Regions from separate parts of the Mus musculus genome. Here region 2 is linked to region 1. A link is a contact called in public promoter capture Hi-C data. All regions are on one chromosome and are shown on one strand. The core of a region is the stretch at or near the end of the contact, and the rest is flanking DNA. Distances in the headings are between cores, read along the strand shown.

Region 1 (7,582 bases), core at 1,390-3,889:
TTTTTTTTTTTTTTTTTTGGTTTTTTGAGACAGGGTTTCTCTGTGTAGACCAGTCTGGCCTCGAACTCAGAAATCTGCCTGCCTCTGCCTCCCAGGTGCTGGGATTAAAGGCATGTGCCACCACGCCTGGCCCCTAAAATTAATATCTTAACCAAAACTTTGACCAAGTGAGGATGCCTGGTCTAAAAGTAGAAGAAACCTGAGAAGTTGCTTTATTTTAATTAAGGATTTGGGGCGCCCTTTATTGCAGACTTCCTTCTCCTCCTGTGGACCTCATTTACTCAGTGTCTGTAGCTAGTCTGTAGGAACAAGTTAGGAAACACCACATTTCTTGATTTTTTTCTTGAAAGTACTTCACTCTAAAAGTCCTGTGGGCACAAGTGTCTGGGCCATGTGCTTCAGGAAGGAAAAGGAAAGAAATGCATGTTAGCAAGCATGACCCATTATGAGTCTGGCCTTAGAGAAGTGATGTGACTCTGAGCAACCCAGGCTGTGGCTTGGACAGACTAGGACTTGGCCTTGAGATAATTTTCCAGGGTTTAAAGGGAACATAAGAACACTACTGACAGAGTTGTTCTTGGAATAAGATGGAATTGTGAAATAGTGCCACATCTCGGGATCCTGGCAGGCAAGAGTGGGGTGAGCAAGAAAGTTGCAGAGGTGTTTTCCAGGTAGACTAAAAGCTTAATATCTCCTGAAGCCAAGGCATGTTCAAGGAGAACAAGTATGTATTGGCCTTAGATACCTGGCTTGCTACAGTGGGTGAGGGAATAACACAACATTCCTTCCACTGCAGGTTGCGTGATGTTGGTAGCTGGTCAGCATTAGCCCAGTGCATTGCACATAGTAAATGTTAAAGGATGCGTGTAAGAAGCTGTCATTCCCGGGTGGTATCTCCCTGTGATCCTAACAAAAGGACACTGTAGAATAATTTAAAAAGTAGTGACAAAAATCTCTACCTTTTGAAATTTACAGTCACTACATGATCAGTACATATTTAACATATATTTATTGAGCACCTCCTAGATTGTTGTCTGCAGTATGACGCTACCCTGCCTCTGTTATAGTGCCACAAAAAAATCTAGGTCTGCCATTGCCATTTTTTGTGAATGTTGCACTCTGACCACAAGAACACACACACACTATCTTCCTCCCCACAGCCTTGTCTCTTTCTTTGTATTTCAGGATGTCTAACATATCAGAAGATGGAGCCCCAGAGTGGCCTATGACTCAAGTCAGCTGCCCTCCTCAGGCAGAACGAACATTGGGCTTTGGAAGCCTAGGTTAAGCAGCTTGTTCTGACAACTCTTCCACAAGACCCCATGATCCCATCACCACTGCAATCTGGGAATGGACTAAGTGTCCCCACCCCCAGGTGAGGGACTACTTGAGTTAATAAGGGTGCTAATAAGTTCATTTCCCTTTATGCTTCTCCACACATCTGACCGTGTTTCTGTTTTTACTGTGTAAAGCTAATATGTCTAGCCCTGCATCTGAGATTTAATGGAGAGAGATCAAAGAAAGAATAAAGAAAGATGAAGGTGGGGTGCTGATGAGAGACCAAAGGCTTATGTAAGGAACAGAGAACAAGATGTTGGATGTCTCTAAGATGGTCAGGGAGTCTATTGGAAATAAACTATGGAAAGAACAAGGTATGCTGGAAGAGTGCACACTGCAGATTCATCGGCACGCATGTTTTTTACCTTAAACTACCTTCTGTAATCTTTGAATTCCACATCTGAGACCTGTAAGATGGCTCAGCAGATAACAGGTACTTACTGCCCAAGCCTGGCAACGTGACTTTGACCCCTAAGACCCATGTAAAGTGAAAGGACAGAAGTGGCCACAGAAAGGTAGCATGTGACCTACAAAACTGTGCCGCCCACGCCTTCAAAGATTCTTCACACACACGCAATAATGATTGATTGATTAAATTCCACATCTGTGACATTAAGAGGTCTCTAAAGTCCCTCCACCACGACTGCAAAGGAATGACCACCAAGATAGTCTTAGAGTTGTTACATTCAGTGGTAATAACAGTGTCTTGCAAGCCGGGCAGTGGGCGTGCACGCCTTTTATCCCAGCACTCGGGAGGCAGAGGCTGGTGGATTTCTGAGTGCTAGGCCAGCCTGGTCTACAGAGTGAGTTCCAGGACAGCCTAGGGGAAAAAGAGAACAAAAACAACAACAAAACCAGTGTCTTGCTGCTGGTGCTAATTATCATATACCAAGCACCGAGATGAGCAATTTACACAAAATGTACCTTCAGAATGGAACATATATTTTTATTCTTGTTTTATAGATTAAAAAATCGAGATTACAGAAAGTTTACTTAAAAAAAAAAAAACTACTTAATGCCAGATCCAGGATTTACACTAAATGTTTAGTTCCAGTGTCTGTACTTGTTTCTTGTCAGCTTTAAGAATGTTTAATAAATTTTATAATTAAAGGAAAATGACTAACTTCCACTTCCTGTTTTTCTCTCATTCTTGCCCCAGGAGGTATGCCCTGTCCTCAAAGTTGGATGCCTTCTTGTCACTTTGGGAACCCAGACTGCAGGTGTGTGCAACAGCTTCCACTTTCCGGTCAACCGGAACCTTTCCCAGAGCGGCTGCTGCTGTGTGGGTTCTACCTCAGCGGAGTTCCTGGGGGTGGTGCCCGGCCGGAATGGCGGCTATGTTATCCAATAGGAAAGGATATTACTGACTTAGAAGCCAATGAGGAGCCTGGTGAGGAAGAAGCGGTGATCGGAGCATGGAGGTACCGATTTGAGACAGCATGGGTCTCTGTCTGAGGTGGCGCCGGCTTGGGTTCCCACTCCCAGAGTTCCGCCGCTGCGAGCTCCACACCGTGCGTGAGGTACGCCAAGCTCCCAACCATTTAGCCCAGCGGAGTCCAAGGGGGCAGGCTGTCCAGCCCCTCCTGGACCCTGCTGCCCCACTCGGAAATGTGCGGTTCCTTTGAATCCCCAAATTAAGACCTAGTGTCACCCAGTTTCCACCTTAAAACCAATGCTTCTTAAACACCCATAACCCCTACGACCCCATTCCGGAGTAGTGGAAATAAGCCCGCGATACCTCCTAACGTGCCTTTTCCTCCAGGCCTCTGCACCAACTCCTCCACATTGGTTGGCAGAACGATTTGGCCTTTTTGAGGAGCTATGGACCGCTCACGTGAAAAAGTTAGCAAGTATGACACAGAAGAAAGCCCGGGCTATTAAGATATCACTTCCTGAAGGCCAGAAGGTAGATGCTGTTGCATGGAACACAACCCCTTACCAACTGGCCCATCAGATCAGGTATCAAGCCAGCCTTTCTACCTACAAGAATTATTTTTCTGTCCTTTTCTGCACCCGGTCAGAAAATGAAAGCATCTTTTTGTTTCTCTTTGGTTTTTCGAGACAGGGTTTCTCTGTGTAGCCCTGGCTGTCCTGGAACTCACTCTGTAGACCAGGCTGACCTCAAACTCAGAAATCCGCCTGCCTCTGTCTCCCAAGTGCTGGGATTAAAGGCATGCGCCACCATTGTCCCGCTACATTTTTTCTTTTTCTTTGTTTCCCATCAGAAAGGTGTAGTCTTTGGGCAGGGAGGGGGTTAGGGTTGGGGGGGGGGGTCAGTCAGTCATTTAATTGATTACCACACAAGCATAAGGACCTGAAATATGAATTTGTGGAAGGAAACTGACTCCTAAAAATTGTCCTCTGACCCCCCCCCCACACACACACACACACTGTAGCATGTGTGCCCCACCCATAAATAAATGAAATAATAGTTTCAGGTTAAAAATAAAAAGGGTGTGGTGACATGTGCGTGTAATCTGGTCAGCCAACCTAGCCTGCTGGCGATGCTCTTTGCCAAAGAAAGACCCTCTTCTAAAGGCATGATTGTTGACTCCCGAGGAAGAATGCACACCTACTCCCCCAGAAAAGCATCTTGTTAAAAGAAAAAAAAAAAAAAAAAGGCTGGGCGTGGTGGCACACGACTTTAGTCCCAGCACTTGGGAGGCAGAGGCAGAGGCAGAGGCAGGGGGATTTCTGAGTTCGAGGCCAGCCTGGTCTACAAAGTGAGTTCCAGGACAGCCAGGGATACACAGAGAAACCCTGTCTCCCATGTGCTAAGATTGCAGGTGTGAACCCCTACGCTCAGATAGTCCTTCTTGCCAAGCATAGTGCTACAGGCCTGTAATCTTAGCATTCAGAAAGTGGAGGTCAAAGATTCAGAATTCAGGGCCAGCCTGGGCCAAACAGCAAGACCTGTCTTTAAAATAGAGGGTAGGATGAGGACTTTTTTTTTATAAGGATTTGTCTTTATAGTTTCAGAATTTCTGCCCTTCCCAATGTAGTGGATACATTGGGAAAAGAAACAGCAGATCTTTACTGCTCTGGAAACTTCACTCAGCAAATTAGAGTTGCTGAGAAAAGTCAGCCTCCTGCCCTGGGGATTGTAACAACTCTGTCTTCATTCCCACTACCCTCCTACTGCTACAGTGTAACACTGGCTGATACTGCAGTGGCTGCTGAAGTAAATGGAGAACTTTACGATCTGGACCGACCCTTGGAGACAGATTGTCACCTCAGATTTCTGACATTTGATTCCCCAGAGGGCAAAGCGGTAAGTTTCTCCCATATGGTGAGCACAGTGCCTAATTATCTGAGTGATCTTTAAACAGGAAAATGTAATTGTTCTTTTGCTTCACTTTCTCAATTCAAAAGTGGGGAGGAGACTGATCACAGACTAATTATTCCTGTGGAACCTGGAAAGTCTTCATGAAGGCTTTTATTTAGCATTGGTCTATAAAGCAAATACCTTGTGTGCTTGTGAAAGGGGGAGAAAAGGCTGAGAAATAGGATAACCTATTCAACCTCTTGTGCACACAGTGTAAGTCATCCGTGATGTCTGCCTAGTTCTCATGGGTTCCATAACGGAGCACAAAAGCCAGGGCCTTCCACTTTGTTTGTTATTAGAGTTCAGAAAAATATATTTATCATCTAAATGTGACTAGTGAACCAACCCAAGAATAGTTCCATCCCAGCAGATCCCAGGAACAGAAAATAATGGCACTAAGCAAAACAGACTGCTAGGACAGCTACTGGGTGGGGCCCCGGTGTGTAGCAACAACACACACAGCAGTATTAAAGAACTGTGGGTTGGTTTTGTTGTTCTGTTTTGTATTTTTAGGACAGTGTCTGGCTATGTAGCCCAGGTTCAGGCTCCAGCAAGAGCTTTCCCTCCAGCCAGCACATGTTTTATACGTAGTATATACCGAAGCCCTGAAGCTTACAGGAGCAACAAAGGCCACCGACCTGGCCTCCTGGTCCAGGAAACACTGAGGATGTGTAGGGTGGACCCACACTTCCACTCAGTAGCAGAAGAAACAATACTGACCCTCTGCTTTCTTTAAATGTTTTTTATTTGGGGCTGGAGAGATGACTCAGCAGTTAAGAGCACTAGCTGTTCCTCTAAATAACCAGGATTCAATTCCCAGCACCCACATGACGGCTTCTAACTGTCTGAAACTCCAATTCCAGGAAACCCATGACAGCAGGCATGCATGTGGTGCACATACCTGCGCAGGAAGGCACAATACCTATATATATACACGTGTGTGTGTGTGCGCGCGCGTGTGCATGCATGTATTATGTGATTACATGCGTGCCTGGTGTCTATAGAGTCTGCAGGAGGGTGTCAGATCCCAGGAAATCAGAGTTATAGGTGGTTGTAAGCTACCTGATTCAGGTACTCAGAACCAAAACTGGGTCCTTTGCAAGAACAAGTGTTCTTAACCATTGGTCCATCTCTCCAGCCCCCATTTAAAACAACTCTTTACTATTTCTACAAGTCATTTTGAGACATGTAGGGTGTGGGTTCTGTAGCAGGCAGTCGTAATGCAAGCATCCCAGCTTTGCCAGCAGCCTCTCTGAGGAAAGCATTAGAGCTGGGACTTCACAGGAGCTTGAAGCGCTCAGACCTAGCTCTTGTGAATGCAGGTGTTCTGGCACTCTAGTGCCCATGTTCTGGGGGCTGCGGCTGAGCAACAACTGGGTGCTGTTCTCTGCCGAGGTCCAAGCACAGAATCGGGCTTTTACCATGACTTCTTCCTGGGAAAAGAACGGTGAGCAGTCCAAAAAAAAAGGAGTCTGGTTCTGGGGTGGTTTCTGGGGTCTTGGTTTAGAGGAGAAGCTAAGAGATCTTCTAGGCACCAAACAGGAACTTCCATCCCTTCTCCATCCAGTGTGTCTCTCTCCTGACCGCTGAAACTCATCTTTTCTGCTCTTCCCGAATTCAAATGTTACCTCACCCTCATTGCTCTTGTCCGTCCAGCATTTCTCTCTCAACAGACACTCCCCCTTCCCTTCCTCCCTCCCTCTCTCTCTTTCTCATTTTGTAGCCCAGGCTGTTGTTGAACTCACGATCCTATAGAGTACTTGCCAAGGATGAGCAAGGCCCTGGGTTCAATGTCCAGCACCATACACACAGAGAAAATCTATACTTGCTTTCCTATTATATTTTCTCTAAGTTTGTCTTTGCCAGTAATTACAGATTTGTCAAAGGTCAGGACTTTACTCCCTAGCTAGCATGTCATCACTCAGGAGTTGTCTCTGAAGAAGCAAGCTAGCAAGCTCCCTTTTCCAGGACAGTCCGCAGCGCAGAGTTGCCCATTTTAGAGCGGATTTGCCAGGAGCTCATAGCTGCTGCACAGCCTTTCCGGAGGCTGGAGGCTTCACGGGATCAGCTTCGCCAGCTCTTCAAGGTGATCCGGCTGTGTGTGAGAGGAACTTGGTAAGGCTTGAAGGAAAGGGTGATGCCCAGGGCGTCCTAGCGGATTCATGGTCCCTGTCTGCCTTCTTCCAGGACAACCACTTTAAGCTTCATCTGATCGAGGAGAAAGTGACAGGCCCAACGGCAACAGTGTATGGGTGAGCCTTGTCAAGAGGGAAGAACGCAGGGGCGCTCTGAGGAGGCCAGACCTGGGGTAAAGGAAGGGTGGCGGCAGATGAACCGTACTGCTCCAGAAAAAGAAATGGGAGGAGGGGTTTGTTTTTGTTTGCCATTGCTCTGTCAGCAAGACAGTTCTCTCCTCAACACCTCTTCTGTCAGCTGAAGCCCTGAAAGGGAGGAAAAAAGGGAAACAGGAGAGCCTGGGTACCTCCTTCTCTCAGATCTGGCATGTCTGTTCACTGGCTCACCTCCTTCTCTCAGGTGTGGCATGTCAGTTGACCTGTGCCGAGGCCCCCATCTTCGGCACACTGGACAGATTGGAGCACTGAAGCTGCTCACGGTGAGTAGTGGGGTTAGGGTTAGGGTGGTACTCCCATTATCCCAGGAGAAAGCTAGAGAATGGAGAGGGTGGTCCTTTCTCTCCTACCCCTTCTCTGTCCTCATGGCTGATGAGGAGATCTAGGAGAAAAGAGGGTTTTCTCCATTCTGAAATCCCAAGGTTTCATTGGAGGTACTGGAGCCCCTGCCAGAGTCCAGAATTCAACTTAGACTCTGTAGTCTGGATCTGCATTAAGGGAAATCAAGCAAGAGACCGTGAGCAGGCTAGACAGGGTCATGTGGGGTTGGTGACACTGTTTGACAGAT
Region 2 (7,582 bases), core at 1,675-4,174, 120 kb before region 1:
CATGTGCGCGCACACACACACATGCGCGCACACACACACATCTATAAAGTAAAAGACCTGGTGAGATAGCTCAGTGGGTAATGGCGTCTCCCACCACTAAGCCTGATGATCTGAGTTCAGACTCAGACATGGGACCCACCCAGTGCCAGGAGGGGAACAATTCTGGCAAGTTGTCCTCTGACCTCCATACATGTGCTATGACACATACACATGAGCTTTTTTTAAAAAAATGTATCATTATTATTCTTTTTTTTAAAGATTTATTTATTTATTATATGTAAGTACACTGTAGCTGTCTTCAGACACTCTAGAAGAGGGCATCAGATCTCGTTACGGGTGGTTATGAGCCACCATGTGGTTGCTGGGATTTGAACTCTGGACCTTCGGAAGAGCAGTCGGGTGCTCTTACCCACTGAGCCATCTCACCAGCCCCCACACATGAGCTTTTATGGGAGCTCTTGTACACATGTACACATGCATACACCTGCACGAGTGCACACACATGCATACAAACACACACACACACACACACAATGACTCCTCTTCTGTTGATGAAATATATGATGCCAACATTTTTCTAGATATCTAGGCTTAAAACTTAGGGGCATTGCAGTTGGGCAGAAGGCTCAGAGGTTGATAGTACTGACAGCTCTTACTGAGGACCCAGGTTAGATTCCCAGCACCTATATGATGGCTTACAACATCTGTAAATCCAGATCCAGTGGATCTGATGCTCTCTTCAGGCTTTTCTGGACATCAGACATGCATGTAGACAACACCCCCCATATACATTTATAAAAACTTTTTTTTCAGTCTAGTAAAAAAGAAAATGATAACAAGAGGAGAAGAGTTGGCTCAGCAGTTAAGAGCACCTGTTACTCTAGCAGAAGACCCAAGTTCAATTCCCAGCATGTACATGGTAGCTCTCAACCATCTGTAATTCCAGGCCCAAGGGATTCAGTGTTCTGTTCTGACCTCCAGGCACAGACATAACACACATACACATACATGTAGGCACACACATACATGTAAGCAAAATACTCATACACATATAATAATAAAATAAACCTTAAAATTAAAACAAAAATTAATGAATTATCTTACATTATATCCCATTCGATTCTTTTTTTAAATATATATTTTAATTAGGTATTTTCTTCATTTACACTTCAAATGCTATCCCAAAAGTTCCCCATACCCTCCCCTCTCCACTCCCCTACCCACCCACTCCCACTTCTTGGCCCTGCTGTTCCCCTGTACTGGGGCTTATAAAGTTTGCAATATCAAGGGGCCTCTCTTCCCAATGATGGCCGACTAGGCCATCTTCTGCTACATATGCAGGTAGAGACACGAGTTCTGGGGGTACTGGTTAGTTCATATTGTTGTTCCACCTATAGGGTTGCAGATCCCTTTAGCTCCTTGGGTACTTTCTCTAGCTCCTCCATTGGGGGCTCTGTGATCCATCCAATAGCTGACTGTGAGCCCATTCGATTCTTATGACCAATTTTGTGAGACCAACAGAGTAGATGTTAGCATCATTTTACAAATAAGAAGCCAGATTGAAAGTTCATGTTTAGCAAGATCTAGATTATAAGTATTTGTAGGTCACAGATCTCCATTTCTTCTACCCAAGTCTACCACTATAGCCCAAGAGAGCCGTATAATATCAACAAATAAACATGGTAGTATTCCAATATTTTTATTTAGACAAAAAGTGCAGACCCCTAGTCTGAGTAACTTGTTCAAAGTCATACGTCTGCTGATGCTTAGAATCTGAAGCTAGAACTCCTTTCTAACGGATTACGTACTGTCCATAGAATTAATTTTGCACTTATTATATGCGACTGGGCCTAAAATTGTGTCTACATACTGTCAGTTGTACAAGAGACACTGGAATAGTATCAGCAGTGCTTAGCAGAGGACAGTCATTCAATTAGGTTTGCTGACAAGCACAAAGGTGTCTAGCTTCAGTTTGGGACTTTGGATTTGGCTTACTACGAGGCAGGCTTAAATTTTGTGTGAATACCTATTAACTGATAATGACCTGGCCAGATGGCCCGGTGGTTAAGAAAATTAATTGCTCTTGCAGAGAACCCAGGTTCTGTTCCCAGTACCCACATGGCAGCTCAGAGCCTCCTATTAACTCCAGTTCCAGGGCCCCAACACCTCTCCAATCCTTCTTGAGCTCCTGCACGCACGCACGCACACGGTGCACATACATACACGCAGGCACACGTACACACACACAAAATAAAAGCAAATCCCTTAAAGAAGTAACAGATGAGGGTGCATCTGTGTGTGTTGTGGGTAGGTTTTTCTGTATATGGATACTTCTAAACCCATGTAAATAACCATATATGGAGATGTGGGGATAACATACACATAGGGTTGTCCAGACGTATGGAAGAAAAAAAAATTCTACTAGATCTTACAAGGCAACAAATGGCAAAGTTGGCATTAAAACAACAATATTTTGATTTAAAATTCTGCAGGCGTTTCCCATTTGTTTCTTTTTGATTCTACTTTATTTAATGAAATGGCTTAGGTAGCTGATGCAATGGGAAACTCACAGTATGTAATTTCTTTTCTTAACTTTTAGGCAGATTAGGGGGTGTGGAGCCATTTTTTTCACCCGGTGAGCAGATCTGTCCTTTTTAAATAGAAAATATTCTCAGGACGCTTCCCATTTCCCATCCAGAAAACGAAATCGCTCAAATCTAGTAAAAGTTTAACAGGATTAGAGCTACGGATCGGGCTGACCTTCTCGCAGACCCGACGACCGCGACTCCTCCATAGGAAGGTGAGGACGCTGTTCCTTTGACTGTCAGGCGGAAAGTCCAGCGCCTGCGCTCAGCACCGAACCTTCGCAAGGTCAGACGGTAAGCGGAGCTGCAGTCGGCTGAGCCCTGCAGCGTAGCTTCCTCCCGTCGCGGGACTCCGTAGCTTCCGCTTCCGGTCCGCAGAGACCCGGAGTCCGAATTCAGAGGCCCCAGGTAGGGAGCTCGAGGGGTGTGGGGGGGTTCACTGAGCTGCAAAGCGAGTATGGCGGGAGGGCAAGATTTCGCGTGGTGCCTAGAGGCGGACGAAGAGTTCTTTCTAACTCTCAGCGGAAACCTATTTTTTGGTTTGCTTTGCTTTGCTTTTTCGAGAGTGTTTTTATGTAGCCCTGGCTGCCCTGAAACTGGCTCTGTAGACGAGGCTGGCCTCGAACTCAAGAGTTCCGCCTGCCTCTGCCTCTCAAGTGCTGGGATAAAAGGCGTGGGCCACCACTGCCCGGCAATTATCTTTTAATTATTTCTTGGTGTGACCGGGGGGTTGGGAGGGGCGAAAGTCAGGACAGCTTGCAGGAGTCTGTCCTCTCTTTCCACCGTAAGGATCCAGGGCTCTAACTCGGGTCATCAGGCTTGGTGGCAAGCGCCTTTACCTGCTAAGCCATATCACTGCGTAGTGAAAGAAATGTTGCTAACAATTTGCTTGTACTTTTTCATTAAAAAAAAAAGTTATTTATATTTTATGTGTGTGAGTGTTTTACTTGCATGTATGTCTGTGCATCACAGAGGTCAGAAGAGGGTGTTGGATTCCCTGGGACTGTATGTGTTGTGAGCCACCCTGTGGGTACTGGGAATCGAACTTGGATCCTCTTAACTACTGAGCCATCTCTCCAGACTTACTTGTACTTACTAAGATATGGAGAATTCCTCCAGCCCAGTTCTGTGGATCTCAAGCTGGTTCTGTTGCTAAATTAAATAAAAACTACCTATGGTAAGTTGTGACTCTGTTGGGCTTTGTTCTCTTACATTGAGTCTCTGGTTTCCATGCTCGATGTCCAGTCTGTAGTCCCGGAAGAATGAAGATTTAAATACGAGGCCATGGCTAAACATCTGAAGTTCATTGCCAGGACAGTGATGGTTCAGGAGGGGAACGTGGAAGGTGCCTACCGGACCCTGAACAGGTAAAATGAGTCGAGTCTTGCCTGGACCAGCCGTGGGAAATGTGAGGTGATCCTGCACCCAGCCTACCACCTCATAAAGCCTACCACTGGTGCCAGCTCTGTGTAGGCTCTGAATACCACCACCTCCACCTCCTCCTTTTTTCCTCCTCCTCCTCCTCTTTCTTCTTCCTCCTCTTCTTCTTTTAAATTTATTTATTGTGCATACAGTGTTCTACCTGCATGTATGCCTGCATATCAGAAGAGGGCACCAGATCTCAGTACAGATGGTTGTGAGTCACCATGTGGTAGCTGGGAATTGAACTCAAGGCCTCTGGAAGAGCAGCCAGTGCTCTTAACTACTGAGTCATCTCTCCAGCCCCTCTGGACACTTCTTATCCCTTCAGTTTATTATCCTAAAAATGAAGTTCTCCAAATTCAGCTCGATGGAGCTTATCCAACAAGCAGCTATCATCCCTTGATGATAAATCTGAGTTCTATCCAAAGACCCCGAAAAACTGCTGGGCACACTGTAATCCCAGCACCTGGGAGGTAGAGACAGGAAGAATTTGAGAATAATTTAGATGATGGTGACTAGACTCAGTCTCAGATGACCCCTCCTCATGTCAAAAAAAAAAAAAAAAAAAAAAAAAAGTCTGGGAGGGGAATGAGAAACAAGAAGCAGAGGCATGGTGCATTTCAGCTGAGCCAGTATCTGTGGAATAAGGCTACTAGAGAGGATTAATTCCTCTGTGATTTTTGTTCATCTCATGTAGCTCAGGCTGGCCTAGAATGGGCAGTGTAGCCAAGGATTACCTTGATTCCTGATCCTCCTGCCTCCGTCTCCCAGATGCTGAGGTTGATCGTGTGTTTGATATTGTTTACGTGCCTGGCTAGCAAAGATGGATTCTAATTGTGCTCTTGAAGAAATAAGTCATGGATGAGAAGGCATTTCAGGTTCCAAAGAGTTATAGCATAAGCAGACACATAGAGCTAGGGGCTGGAGAGATGGCTCAGTGATCAGGAATGCTTGCAGTTCTTGCAGAGGACCCAAGTTTGGTTCCCAGTACCAACAACTGATGTTAGGGATCCAGTACACTCTCCTGCCTGCCCTCTGCAGGTCACACATGTGACAGAAACAAACCTACACCTCCACTTAAACACAGTGACACGGCTGGAGAGGAGAGGCTCCGTGGAGAACTGTCTGGACACTACATTGTGGGTGGAGACTAGTCCGTCCAGATGATACTGTACCACTCTAGTTCTTTTAGGCTTCCGTAGCCTGGCATGCCTTTTTATTTCATCTCTAATGATGTGTGTGTATGTGGGCATGTGCACTTGAGTGCAGGTTGCCAGAGGCTAGAAGCATTGGCCTGCTTGGAGCTGGAGTTCTGGAAGTTGTGAGCCACTGACCTGGGTGCTGGAAGAGAGAGAGGTGCCCTTGTAGCCAGTGAGGTCTTTCCAGCTCTTGCTTTGTTTGGTTTGGCTGTGGTGTGTTTGTTTGTTTGTTGAGAGGGGTCTCACTGTGCAGCTCTGGCTGGTCTGGAGCTGCTGTGCAGCCGGGTTGGCCTGGAGCTTATAGAGCTTTGCCCACTGTGCTTCCTGAGTGCTGGCATGTGTGCCGCTGGGCTCCTCTTTTTAGCTTGTCACTTTTTCTCTTATTTCCTTGGCCATCAGGCCGAAAGACATAATAAGCTTTATTTTAGCATGAAGATTGTTTTGCTGCAGGTAGTGGAGAAAGTTCTCTTATGTGACGGTGGTGCTCCGCCAACTAAGTCCTCCTCTGGTTCACTTAACGCTCATTTTCAACAGCACCTACTTCCTTGCCCACTTTTCCATACATAATGAGATGTATACCTCTTAGCTACTTTCAAGACTATAAAGCAAAGCATAAGAAATAAAATATTTCTCATCCCCTCTGAACGAGAGGCTCAAACTATTCTTTGAAGCCAGGTCACATTCTTATCTAATTATTACTAGATTTATTTATTTACTTACTTGCTTATTTAGTATATGAGCACTCTCCTGCATTTATACTTGCATACCAGAAGAGGACATCAGATGCCCTTTCAGATGGTGTGAACCACCATGTGGTTGCTGGGATTTGAACTCAGGACCTCTGGAAGAGCAGTCAGTGCTTTTAACCTCTGAGCCATCTCATGCCTATCACCTCCTTTGCTCCCTAGCATAATCTCGGGACAAGCCCAGAAGTGCCAGACAGGGCTCCTTTCAGGGCCTCCTCAGTCCAGGACCTTGGCAAAATGTGGGCATGTTGTTTTGGCTGGGAATCGAACCTAGGTCAAGCAGCTGTGCTCACCACTATACTACCAACACTACTTGGTTTTGTTTTTAAAGATATATTTTATTTTTCTTTAATCCTAGCACTTTATCTCTGTGAACTCACGGTCAGCTTGGTCTAGATAGTGAGATCTAGGTCAATCGGGGCTATGTCTCAAAAACCACAACAAACAAAATATTTTATCTTTATTTATGTGAATGTTCGTGTGTGCCTTGTGTATTCAGGTATCCCTGAGGAGGGTCTGGATTCCCCTGGCTCTGCACTATCCAGTTGGATTGGGTTTATAGCTCAGATGGTACAGTGCTTAGCTAGCTTGCGTGAGACTTTGGGTTTCTTCTCTAGTACTCTATAAACTGCGTGTGGCGACGCACCCTCACAGTTCCAGCAGTTAGGAAGTGGTGGTTGGAGGTCCTGAAGCTCCAAGTTGTCCTTGACTGTATTGCAAATTTGAGGCCATCCTGGGCTACATAGGGACCAAGGGCTGTTAAAGGGGCTTGCTCTCAAGCCACTTGAGTTTGGGTCCCAGACCCATGTGGTAGAAGAAGAACATTAACTCTTGGACAGTATCTTCTGACCTCCACAGAGTGGGAGAGCTGGCCAAGTGCACTGGCTGCTCTCTAGGGGGCCAAGTTCAATTCTCAACACCCACTCCACTTCCAGAGCATCTGACACCGTCTCCTGGCCTCCACAGGACCAGGCACATACCATGTGCCATATACCTAGACATGCATGTAGGCAGATAAATATGTACATAAGATAATAAAAACCTAAAAAGTAGATACTACGTAGATATTTTCTACCATCTGACCTGGTATTAATTCAGATCTTGTCCAAGGAACGTTTATTTCTTTTAAAAAATTTTTTTGTGACAGAGTCTTATGTAGCCCAGTCTGGCCTCAGATTTATCATAAAGCTAAGAATAACCTTAAGCTCCTGATGCTTTGCCCCCGTCTCCTGAGTCAGGGTCACAGGGTCACAGGCACTCGCACACACGTACAGCACCCCATCCTCTGCAGCTCTGGGGAACCCAGGCCTCTGTACATGCCACGGAAGCACGCTACCAATCAATTACAAGCTGAATCCTCAGCATAAAGAATTTTAGTTTCTTTAAAAAAAATAAGTTAAGTACAAAGCAGTTGGGGGTGGTGACTTACACTTGCAGCCGCAGCCCCAGTCCTGTAGAAGCTGAGGCAGGAGAATTTCAAGCTTGAACTATACAGACCCTGTCTCAAAAAATGACACTGAGTACTTTTTGAGTTTTTCTGTGTAGCCCTGGCTATCCTGGAACTCACTCTGTAGAACAGGCTGGCCTCGAACTCAGAGATCCGCCCGCCTCTGCCACCTGAGTGTTGGGA

The links. Promoter capture Hi-C pulls out the DNA fragments that hold promoters and counts their contacts.
Region 2: a contact with region 1 is called in a promoter capture Hi-C map of hematopoietic stem and progenitor cells, with 2.8 times the contacts expected there. The contact joins the promoter of C920021L13Rik here to the promoter of Tars2 in region 1. A contact is called at or near these places in 10 of 39 promoter capture datasets (the 3T3-L1 cell line, 3T3-L1-derived adipocytes, cranial neural crest and 7 more), 2 of 115 datasets of contacts at active chromatin or transcription factors (the SCID.adh cell line and double positive thymocytes) and 3 of 9 other capture datasets (adipose tissue, liver and pancreatic islet).

The regions. Positions count from the first base shown.
Region 1 is chr3:95,750,034-95,757,615 of GRCm38.p6, reverse strand. It overlaps Tars2 (threonyl-tRNA synthetase 2, mitochondrial (putative)), which reads left to right and starts at 2,639. Exons shown (of 18, transcript NM_027931.3): 1 at 2,639-2,858; 2 at 3,101-3,297; 3 at 4,486-4,609; 4 at 5,986-6,110; 5 at 6,632-6,749; 6 at 6,851-6,915; 7 at 7,199-7,277. The coding sequence starts at 2,778.
Region 2 is chr3:95,866,864-95,874,445 of GRCm38.p6, reverse strand. It overlaps C920021L13Rik (RIKEN cDNA C920021L13 gene), which reads right to left and starts at 2,924. Exons shown (of 4, transcript NR_040446.1): 1 at 2,761-2,924. Mrps21 (mitochondrial ribosomal protein S21) reads left to right here and starts at 2,932. Exons shown (of 3, transcript NM_001355759.1): 1 at 2,932-2,993; 2 at 3,831-3,952. The coding sequence starts at 3,870.